3 separate regions of the Mus musculus genome follow, and regions 2 and 3 are each linked to region 1. Evidence: chromatin contacts called from public Hi-C and HiChIP or PLAC-seq data. All regions are on one chromosome and are shown on one strand. The core of a region is the stretch at or near the end of the contact, and the rest is flanking DNA. Distances in the headings are between cores, read along the strand shown.

Evidence for each region. Hi-C and Micro-C count contacts between places; a contact is called where the count stands out from the background. HiChIP or PLAC-seq counts read pairs in DNA pulled down with a chosen protein or histone mark.
Region 2: a contact with region 1 is called in an RNA polymerase II HiChIP or PLAC-seq map of embryonic stem cells, with 8 read pairs. The contact joins the promoter of Nodal here to the enhancer-like site in region 1. A contact is called at or near these places in 2 of 39 promoter capture datasets (cranial neural crest and pre-B cells), 1 of 484 Hi-C or Micro-C datasets (embryonic stem cells), 3 of 115 datasets of contacts at active chromatin or transcription factors (embryonic stem cells and epiblast stem cells) and 1 of 9 other capture datasets (embryonic stem cells).
Region 3: a contact with region 1 is called in a Hi-C map of embryonic fibroblasts, with 4 times the contacts expected there. The contact joins two enhancer-like sites. A contact is called at or near these places in 4 of 484 Hi-C or Micro-C datasets (cerebellum, cortical neurons, embryonic fibroblasts and 1 more).

What each region holds. Positions count from the first base shown.
Region 1 is chr10:60,813,015-60,816,517 of GRCm38.p6, reverse strand. The region is part of intron 1 of Unc5b (unc-5 netrin receptor B); the gene reads left to right. Among named protein-coding and RNA genes, the nearest start is that of Unc5b, 17 kb to the left of the region's middle. RefSeq lists an enhancer at 1-2,740. Within about 2 kb of position 1,882, at least 131 of the 459 cell types and tissues checked have an H3K27ac peak or open chromatin away from gene starts, as enhancers often do. A contact at or near this core is called in embryonic fibroblasts, embryonic stem cells and epiblast stem cells, where this site is marked.
Region 2 is chr10:61,416,458-61,419,960 of GRCm38.p6, reverse strand. It overlaps Nodal (nodal), which reads right to left and starts at 1,989. Exons shown (of 3, transcript NM_013611.5): 1 at 1,466-1,989. The coding sequence starts at 1,661.
Region 3 is chr10:61,329,317-61,332,819 of GRCm38.p6, reverse strand. All of the region lies in intron 18 of Pald1 (phosphatase domain containing, paladin 1), which reads left to right. Among named protein-coding and RNA genes, the nearest start is that of Prf1, 33 kb to the right of the region's middle. Within about 2 kb of position 1,514, at least 34 of the 459 cell types and tissues checked have an H3K27ac peak or open chromatin away from gene starts, as enhancers often do. A contact at or near this core is called in embryonic fibroblasts, where this site is marked.

The sequences.
Region 1 (3,503 bases), core at 633-3,132:
AGCTGGCTTTGGCTGTCTTTCAGCAAAGTAAGGCCCTTCAGCCTTTCCTTGCAGGTTTCCAAGTAGCCACACTAAGGAGATGGGTGGTGGGGGGAAAGAAGGTCCTGTGGTCACCTCATCACAGGGTCCGTGGTCCAGGCTGATGCACCTGTAATAAATATCGAGCTGACAGTTGTTAAGCCGCATCCCTGACCTCTGAATAAATAAAAAGCTGCTTAGAATAACAGCCCCGGAAAATGCTGGAGGTTCCTGCTCACTCTCAGTTTCCCTTCCACTGGCCAAACCTGTTTGCCTGGACACCCACCCACTCCCATTGTCTCCCCTCCCCTGTGGCTCCTCAGGCCCCTGTCCATCACTTCAGCCCCAAGGGCAGCCACTGCCTGGCCTGGCTTTTGTTCACAGCTCTGTAGTCTGTCCAGAGCTCCTTGCTCCTTCAGCAGCCAGAGCAGCTAATAGGGAAACAGCTCTGCAGCTGACAGCTGAGAGACAGGCCAGCCAGGCCTCCCTGGGGCTGGGGGTGGGGCACAGAATAGATGCCCTCTGGTTCAGTCTTCAGAACCTTGCTGGCATTTCCTTCTGTGGCTCTGTCCCTGTGATATGAACCGGGCTACTGCCTCTGGCAGAGGTCACCAGGAAGTTAAAATCTGGGCCCCCAGCTGGCTCCCAGGATGCCCCAGAGCACATGGGCACCATTTGATGTTCTGTGAATATTGTATGTGAGCTATCTGTGTCTCCTGGCTTTCTCATTACAGGTAGTTCAGGTTCTCAGGAGCTGTTAGGTAGAGTCATAGAATGTCAGATGTGGAAAAGACAGACAAGAGCCGGAAAGCCCATTTTATAGCGAAGGGTACTGAAGCCTTGGGCAGTGAGCACTTCAGACTACTGTTCAAAGTTCACAGTGGCAGATCCTGGGTTTGAACAGGAACCTGAGGCCTGTGCCCTTGATCCTGACCCAAGGGAAAGGCCCAGGAGAGCCCTGGCCCGGCCAGGGAATCCATCACAGGTAAACAGTGCCCACCAGAAATGTGCCTTCCACACTGGAGCCTGGGGTTTTGCTCAGAGTGTCCTAGGGGTCCTAGTGCTCCTCCGTGGCCTTCTTGGGGCTTCTGGGTCCTGCCTTTGTGTGGTATTTTCTTCTAGGTTGGGGAGGGGAGGTAAGTGTCCTAGAATTTGCAGTAGAACTTGCGTGGGGTTTCTGGGGTGCAGGAGCACAGCTAGCCAGGGGGCCCAGCTAGTCTTGTGACTCAGACAGCCCTGCCATTTAGGGATTGCTAGGTCTGGTTGTCCTTGGGAATCTCGGTCCCTCTCCCGTCTCTGTTGGGGGAGGTGAGAATTTAGAGCCAGGGTGGGGTGGGGGTGGGGGTGGGGGTGGGGGTTGCGGTTACAGGATGTGGCATCTAGTCCTTTCCGGGTAGATTGCATTCCTCCCTGTCTGGCCCAGAAAGTCCCCCCCCCCCCATGTTTGTCCCCTAGGACCCAGGAGGGTCTCCTCTGCCCTCCCAGGCTCAGATGCAGATGCGGCCTCCTCCAGGCCTCTCGCACCAGTGTGCTGCCTCTGACATTCCGCCCCAGCAGATAAGGATCCTGTCTGGCGCCTGGGTGCTTTTCTCCTCCTCCTTTCCAAATCTGTCCCCTGATTATCTGCAGACAGCCCCTCTCCAGGGGGCCACCAGGGACCCGGCTGAGAGCTCTGAGCAAGACCGAGGTGGAACCAGTTAGCAGCCACCACCATCCCCCACCAGCCCCCCCACACCAGCCCCTCACCCTTCTCCGTCTTTGCTAAACTCCACAGGAGGTTTAGCCCCAAGCTAAGGACTGGCTTCCTAAGGGTAGGACTGACTAGCTTTCGCTGGGAGAAGTGGGTGTGTAAACCAGAGGCTGGGCCAGAATTGGCCAAGATGGGGACTGAGGGTGGAGTCACTCCTGTGGTCCAGCACTCCTCAGCCCTGGGCCTGGATAGTGCCCAGAGGGGATGTGGTAGAGATTGCAGCCAGCCAGCCAGACATCCACATCCTGTGGGAGCCGCTGGCCTGAGAAGGGCTCGGGACACTTTGAAAGGGAGTACCAGAGGGCATGTGGAGCCCAGCAAGAGACTCTGGGGAGTGGACTCCCAAGACAGATGATGCTCTGGCTTCTGGCTCTCCCTGCCTTTGAATCCCATCCCCTAGGTCCAGAGCTTCTGGCCTCACAGGCAGTCTTCAGAGAGGGTGGACCAGGGGGGCTCACCAAGCCCTCTGGCAAGCGAGCAAGCAGGTCTGGGCTGCTCTTTCCCAGGACTGCACAAGCCCTGCCTCACTGGGAGGTGGGAGCCCACAGTTCTGTCTCACTGGCTTTCATTGTCAGTTACGACCTCTGTGATTTTTGGTGGGGGCAAGCTTCTTTTGGTCTGTGGATCTCATATTTGTGCTGTCAGTGGAGGGTGTCTTCTGGTAGGAGCAGGAGGGAACAGACACCACTTTGCCTGACCCTTCCAGCTTCCCAGAGTGGTCAGAGGGGATACCCTGTAATTATGAAGCCAGTCCATGATACAGCTCAGGCCAGAACCCCCAGTACAGGGCAGAGCCTCTGGAGAGCAAACAAAAGGCCGACTCACCTAGCACTCTTTTCCTATGCTGGCTTTCCCTGACTCCCTACCTTCCCTGCCCCCAGCCTTCCTTCGAGCCCCTCCCCAGCCTCTAAAACACCCGCTGGGGGGTGGGGAAGCTCAGCCAGATCATCTTTATGGCTTCCTGGACCTGGAGCCCTAAGGCTGAGAATCTGGCGGTATGGGTTGGGTTCCTCCCGAGCGCCCCTGCCCCCACCCCAGCCTTTCAGCTCGTAAATTTACAGTCTAGGGCAGGGAGGAATGGTCCTTAAGCCATCAGCCGGGCACCCACTTAGTAAAGTACCTCTTGGAGCTTCTGGGAGCCAGGTCTCTCACCCGACCTTGACTAGCCATGGCCTCTTTGTGCGCACTGGGTCTCCCAGCCCACACTCCTTGGTGAACATCTCATTGGACAGGTTTTTGCCTTCTGTGCAAGGAAGACTCGCTGTCTCCTTTGGGGAGATGAATGAAGAGATTCAGGTCCAGGGGTCTCTGGAATTTGAGGGTCCAAAAGACCACGGGCTCTCTGTATTCCTAACAGTAGTGAGCCCCTGGCTTTATTATGCTTTTCTCTGTGCCCAACCTACTCAAACAACATCCATGGAGTTTTTCTTACTTAAGCTAAGAAAAAGAGTTCCTCTATAACCCGGTGGTGGCACGCCTTTAATCCCAGCACTTGGGAGGCGGAAGCAGGGGGATCTCTTGTGTTCAAAGCTAGCCTGCTCTACAGAGTTCCAGGACTGCACAGAGAGACCTTGCCTCAGAAAGAAGGAGAGGAAGAAAGTGTCCGACCAGATGGAGCTGACATTGTACAGCTCACAGCTCGGGAGTTGGGAGCCTTATGAATGAAGCCTTAGGGAGGTGGGGGGGGGAGGATTTTGGATGAGGGTGGGGCTCCAGGATAATGAAAGTTCGGGGA
Region 2 (3,503 bases), core at 740-3,239, 600 kb before region 1:
GAACTGCCTCCCTGCCCCCCACACCCTGGTACTGCCATTTGCACCAGAGTATGCTGAACAAGTGGGCACAGACAGCTGACAGACCCCACTTCTGCTATGCAGGAGTAGATGAAGTACTGAGGGAGTGGCCTGGGATGCCCCTCTCCTCTAGACCACATCCAGGTAGAGCATTTTTGCTGAAATGAAGGCCTCCGACACCATTGGTGGAATAGTTAAAACGCTAAAGTTGGTTGGGTTTATTTAAACAAGCCAGGAGACAGTAGTTCCCTGATTTACAAAAGCAAACAAAAATCAAAGTGATGTTGCCGTGGGCTCAGGTGACTGCAAAACCGAATCTGATGGACCTCAAGAGTTTCTCTGCATCCCAGATTGTCCCATCACCATACAAACCTTCCAGAACTTTCTAGAAGGGAAGTGAACTGGAAAGGTATGTTTTCCCGGCTTTACCTCTGTCCGACCCTAGGCGGAGGGGCCTAGCATCCCACTGATTTCCCATTGCCTTGCCCTCCAGGCTGTCCTGTTCCGCGGTCCCCAGATGACCCTTCAAGAGAGGGTCACCGGCAGTCACAGCCCAGACGCTGCAGGCAGGGGACTAGGGACTCCGCCTCCAGGTCGTGAGGGCCGGCGGGCGGCGGGTCAGACCGGATTAGAAGATGTGGATTGCGTCCGGGTCCCGCGGAGGGCCGTCTGGCCCCAGAGGACAGAGGAGCGGGCTGGCCAAGCTGCCCAAGAGGCGAGATGTTGATTGCGCCCAGGAAGGTAGTCCTGAGTCCGAACTCCCTCTCCTGGGCACCCACCTGTCGGCCTACTCTGGTGAGCATCACTCAGGTCGCTGGGTCAAACACACACACACACACACACACACACACACACACACACACACACACACACACACACACACACACGAACACCTCGATCCAAGTAGGTTCCGAGCCTGTTGGTCACCAAGGACACCTGACACCGCCCAACCACGAGAGTTGCCTGAGTTCTGGACTTTCTACACCCGATCTCTAATTTCGGATCTTTGAGCCCTAGTTCCTGGTGTCACTTGCTGCAACCGGGATAAAACCAGTAACGACTTGTTTTATTTTACGCCCGGTTCTGGGCAGAGCGTTTCTGGGGGAGATGGGGCGTTGTCACCTAGTCCCTTCTATAAGTCTATCAAAAAGGTCTTACGATTTCTAAACTACAGATGGGCAAACTGAGACTCGCAGGTGCTCAGTGGCGCAATCCGGCCCACGCCCTACCCTTTTTACCCTCTACCATTAGAGGTAGGACCGACCGGAAAGGCGGTGGCCCCTGGTTCCATTCCGATCGCGCCACTAGCGCTGTGCTGAGCCTGCCCACGGAGAAACAATTAATCCCAGTCTCTGGACGATTCTTGATGCTCAGTCCCCGCTGCAACCATCGCGCGCCTCCCGGCCGTGAGCCCTTAAGTGCTGGCGAGGCCAGGCTTGCAGCCTACCTTGCGCCTGGAGGCTGCGGATGATGTCCGCCCGAGGCAGCGGGTCTCGGTAGAGGCTCAACATGTACGCCAGAGGGGACGGTGACGAGGGCTGCCCCCGTGTCCACAGAGGCAAAGCGGCCGCGGTCGGGGCGCGCGGGTGGAGTAGAGCCCAACAGGCTTGAAGAAGAAGGATGCGGAGGCTGTGGGCACTCATGGTGGGCTGTTTGGACCCGCAAACAACACCAGGGTCCCTTATATCTGAGCCGCCGCCGCCCCGCCCCTTTCCCTCCCTCCCTCCGGAGAGGCCTATAACCTATAGGTTAAGAACTTATAACCACCCTGGAGGGGCAGGGCAGGGGAGCCCCTGCTGAGGGGAGGTGTGATGTGCTGAGAAAGACTACAGAGAAATTGTGGCGGGGGGGGGGGGGGGGAGTTAGGGGTGCATACAGACTCTGAGTCTAAACCGCCCCGCACCTTGCCCCTCTACCTCGGGAAGTCTCCCTGCTGAGACAGCGGGCTAAGGCTTGCTCCGAGTGAAGCTTGATGAGCTAGAGGTGTGTTGGAGCCCTGGCTGGCTTCAACCCCAGAACCACAATAATGGCTTCCTTACTCTGCCTCTTCTGGACCCCTCGCGGTCCTCTCCAGTTCATCCAAAAACAGGTAGGGAGTGCTGGGCTAGGGGCCAGTCCTCTCTTCTGGGTAGCACCAGGCTAGCCTGAGCTACATCCTTCATTGGCAAGGCCCCTAGGTAACTAGGGGTTATTGAGAATTTGAAAGAACAAAGATTAGCCGGGTATGGTGGCGCACACCTTTAATCCCAGCACTCGGGAGGCAGAGACAGGTGAATTTCTTTTTTTTTAAGATTTATTTATTTATTATATGTAAGTACACTGTAGCTGTCTTCAGACACTCCAGAAGAGGGCGCCAGATCTCGTTACGGATGGTTGTGAGCCACCATGTGGTTGCTGGGATTTGAACTCCAGACCTTCGGAAGAGCAGTCGGGTGCTCTTACCCACTGAGCCATCTCACCAGCCCAACAGGTGAATTTCTGAGTTCGAGGTCAGCCTGGTCTACAGAGTGAATTCCAGGACAGCCAGGGCTACACAGAGAAACCCTGTCTCGAAAAACAAAACAAAACAAAACAAAACAAAAGATGAGCTCTAGGGACCTTGTTCTTGGTGACAAATGCCAGCTTCAAATACCAAAGTGCCCTCCTGGGGAGCAAGGGGAATAATTACTGGAAGCTGAAGGCCCAGCTATAGGGAATCTTGATTCTTGGTGGTTTGAGGGTGACAGGTCCTTACCTGCTTGCTATGGGAGTTTTTGAAGGTGGAAAAGAAAAGCTGGAGGTTTGCTGGCTGCATCTCCTGCCTGCGGGGCAGAGCCCTGGGACATCTCAGTCACTCTCCAGACCTGCTGACTTTGTCTGCCCAAGACAGAATTAAATGTCTTTGGTTTTTCTCAAAGTAACTGTCCTCAGTCATATTTCTTGTTTATGAGGAAATTCAATGTAACAAATATGCCATACGCGTAAGGCTTAGGGTAAGGGGTGGTAGGGCAAGGGGTGGTCATTCTTTCACGCTGCATAAATGATTGAGTTCTTAGGAAGGGAGCCATTGAGAAGAGAATTTGCAGGATGGAAAGATCCTAGCCTTTGTGTTTTCAAAAGGGAAGGCGGGATAGAAATTACCTTTAAAGAAATGTAAATTCCTGTCCCAAAGTCCGCCCCCATGTTTTCCTCCTCCATGACTAGTTTTCTCTTAGTTACTCCCCACCCCCACCCTGCCCCCTTCAAGCCTCCAACTAGCACATTAGCAGCTGCCTAACATTTACTGAACACCTACTATGTGCTGGGTACTTTACCCACTTGGGCGCTCTCACAAGTTGCGGGATGAGCAGGTGCTGGAAGCAGAGGGAGACACACAGGGCCCGCAGACCTGCGTGATCCTGTAGGAACTGCTCTAAACAGCTGAAAGGAGCCTGAGGTTGCAGGCACCCTGACTATCCTGATGAACTACCAGTTGGCTTATTCTGCCCTCCCATTCAATACCGTAG
Region 3 (3,503 bases), core at 265-2,764, 520 kb before region 1:
TTTCAACTTGATGTGTCCTACACCAAGCTTTGTGGAATTTCCTAAGATTAACAACCCTCATACAGAACATAACAGGGCATGTGGTCAGCATGACCCTGCTCTGAGTCAAGTCACTTCTCTGTGTCAGCGACTGGCAGGCATGTTACAGCAACAGTATGAAATAGCTGTTGACAAGCATGGGACAAAATGGCTACAGCTGCCAGCGTGGTGGCGCACACCTTTAATCCCATCACTTGGGAGGCAGAGGCAGGTGGATTTCTGAGTTTCAGGACAGCCTGGTCTACAGAGTGAGTTCCAGGACAGCCAGGGCTATACAGAGAAACCCTGCCTCAAAAAACAAAAAACAAAACAAACAAAATGGCTACAGCTATGCTGGGGTGGGGTGGTCAGACCTCAACATCCCCCCCACCCCCCTTTGAACTGATCCAGTGAGTCAAATCATTGACTCAACATTTCCTTTGAGGCCAGGGGGACTTGCTAAACAAACTTTTATATCAGCCTTGGTTGGCATTTTGTTAGGTTAAACATTTGAAATTTCAATCTCCCTTAATAAGTGCTGCGGTGCTCCTGCTAGGGGACCCTGCTATGGCCCGTAACCCAGGGAGCTAATGTTTTATAGCCCCTTGTAGCATAAAAGTACATATCTTGTCCCCCACAATCAGTGTCTCCATTTGAGGGCCAGACATATATCTGAAGGGGATGCTCAACTGTTTTCCATACTCTGGATCCCATATCCCAAAAGACTCAGAGTGAGGGAACGTATATGTTTTCAGTCTTTGTTCGCCTATTCCGTTTGGCCTACACAATTTACGTAAGTCAAAGGCGAGGGTAGACAATTTTTTTCTTCTGTCCCTTGTCTATATTGGTCTCAGCAGATTTTCACCTGGCTGACAGACTCCATCCAGGGATCACCTGTGGAGCTGCTGAAGCCTGGACTTGCTGAAAGCTGATGTTACTCAGTCCAGCTGATGGGATTGCTCCCTGTCTTTCAGTTGGAACAAGATGGCTGTTGCTATGCTCAGGTGGCAGACCTGAACACTCAGCAGAGGGGAGGGCCCTGGGGCCATCATCTCTGGGCCGGGTGTCCTCTAACATTGCTCAGAGCTTCAGACACCCTCGAAGTCCAGTGTGTGTTTACAGATGAGGCCGTGGACCATGTGATGGGAGGGCAGCCACACGAACTCCCTTGTGAGTTAGTGGCAGAGTGGGCTTGGGAGGCAAAGGTCCTTACTCCAGACTCACACCCCTCCCTGGTCTATGCTGAATTTGAGCTCACGATCTCTAGATGGCTCTGGGGGAGGCTTGCTGCGGCTCTAGATTGGGGGCCGTTTCTTCCCCAGCTCACCCCATGAACTGACCCCTAGAAGCTGGCAGCCAGGTCTTACCATCAGTATCTTAAGGCTTAGTCAAGCCCCTGTCTTCTGGTTTTAAACTGGAGGGCCACAGCTGGTCTCTGCCGGAGCCTGGCAAGCTTGGCACCGAGTAAGCCAGTAGGCTCTGTGGGTGTGGGAGATGCTGCTCCGCTCTGGATGGAACCGGGCCCAGGCTCCATCTGGGATGTACCTCCTCCATCAGACTCACTGCCTGGGAAAGTCCCAGTTGACATTCCACCCATTTCGAGTTTTCCCCCCACCTTCTGTCCATCTCAGCTTCTCCCAGCCTTGAGACAGAAGATCCCAACAGCATGTGGTAACTTGGCTTCTGCCCCTCACCCTCCAGAATCAGTCTTTCCCAGATCCCTTCCTGCTTCAGCAATCCACTTACATGTTAATCAGAAGCCGTTAAGAGAACATGGCTTAGCATTCGGCATTGGGGCTGCTTTGGGCAATAAAGGGACCCCAGGGGCTACAGAGAAGCGGAAAAATAGGAAGTCCCTGCTCTGTGTGTGTGTGTGTGTGTGTGTGTGAGAGAGAGAGAGAGAGAGAGAGAGAGAGACCCTCCGTGTGTGACGTGAGCAAGTATAGAATGGAAATCTGGGCGTGGCTGGCTTGTTAGTCATGGCAAAATAGAACTGGTCCTGGGGTACAGCGGGACTCCCAGAGCTTGCTGAGCTGAGATGCCGGGACTTTGATTTTAGCCTTCTCATTCTGATCTTTGTACACACACGCTCCCCTTTCCTCATTGGTGGGACACTGTAGGCTCTGAGTACCCAGTGGGCTGTGCCTGAGGCTAGGCTCACTTGGCATGTGCCGACGCTAAGCCGTGTTCTATCGAGGTGAAGAAAGGCCCACGGATGCCTGTCTCGGCTTCTGGACAGTCCATGATGGTGGCTGAGCCCTTCATACCACTGTGATTGGTGTTGTATGGTGGAAGTCAAGTGGGAGTCCTTCTGGGGCAGTCTTATCCATGTTGGCCTCCACTTACCTCAGTTGCTGGCCTTAGAGGCCTAGCCATGCCTCTCTATTCTCCAGGGCAACTATGAGGCTTTGTCTAGGCTGGGTGCTGTATGTGTAGGCGCATGTGTGACAGGGTCTCTCTCTCTTAGCTTTGGCTATTCTGGAACTCACTCTGTAGATCTCACAGAGAGCTTTACCTGCCTCTGTCTCCCAGTGCTGGGATTAAAGGTGTGCACCACCACCACCTAGCTGTGCTCACAGAGTTTTAAGAACTGCCTCAGAGGCCCAGTGAGTAAGGCCGCTTGCCACCAAGACTGGTGTTTTGAGTTTGACCCCCTGGACTTCCATGGTGGAAAGAGATGACAGACTCCCTGAGTTGTCCTCGGACCTCTCTACATACTCACACATGCCCACGCTGTGCCTGGCTGGCTTGTTAGACGTGGCATAATATAAGTGATCCTGGGGTGCGGAGGGGGCACTAGACTTACAAGAGTCACAGGATCAATTCCAGCATACAAACATTTTTTAAAAACCTGCCTAACATGGAAATGAGCCACTTTGATGCTGGAGTGGACAAGAGGCGACTCGGAGCAGTCTGAGAAGTGTTCCCATTGAAGTATTCATTCATGGCCAGCAGCCTGCAGGTTGACCTAGCTGGAAATCGGTTGTTTCCTTTTGGACTTGGAAAGCAGAAAATATTTATGACAGAAACCAAGGTCCGGCTCAAAGGAAGCCCTGCTAGACACGTTAATGCCAGTAGGCACTTCCCCTGCCTTTGGCTGGTGACAGTCGCTCTTAGTAGTCTGTAGATAAAGCAGTCTATGGTACCTTCTCTCTTCCTTGCAGAATGAGTTTGAGAAAAAGCTGAGGCATAGCCGGCTGCAGATGCCCTTTGCAGAGACCTGTACAGCTTTGACTTTCTGAGAACTTGGAGCCTGCCCATTCTAGACCTTGGCAAGAAGGGAAGGAAGTCAGGGCAGGTCCTTATTAGACCCATTTACCTGAAGAAAAAACTGAGGCCTATGGAAGATCTGTGCCAGGCTGGAAGCAGGGTCAGAACTTTTTATCTTCCTCTTGGCCTTATATCCCTTTCCCTCCATGGTGGCACCAGGACCCAGGGGACAATTTGATGGTAACAGTAAGAGGACGGACGGGTGTGGGGAAGCC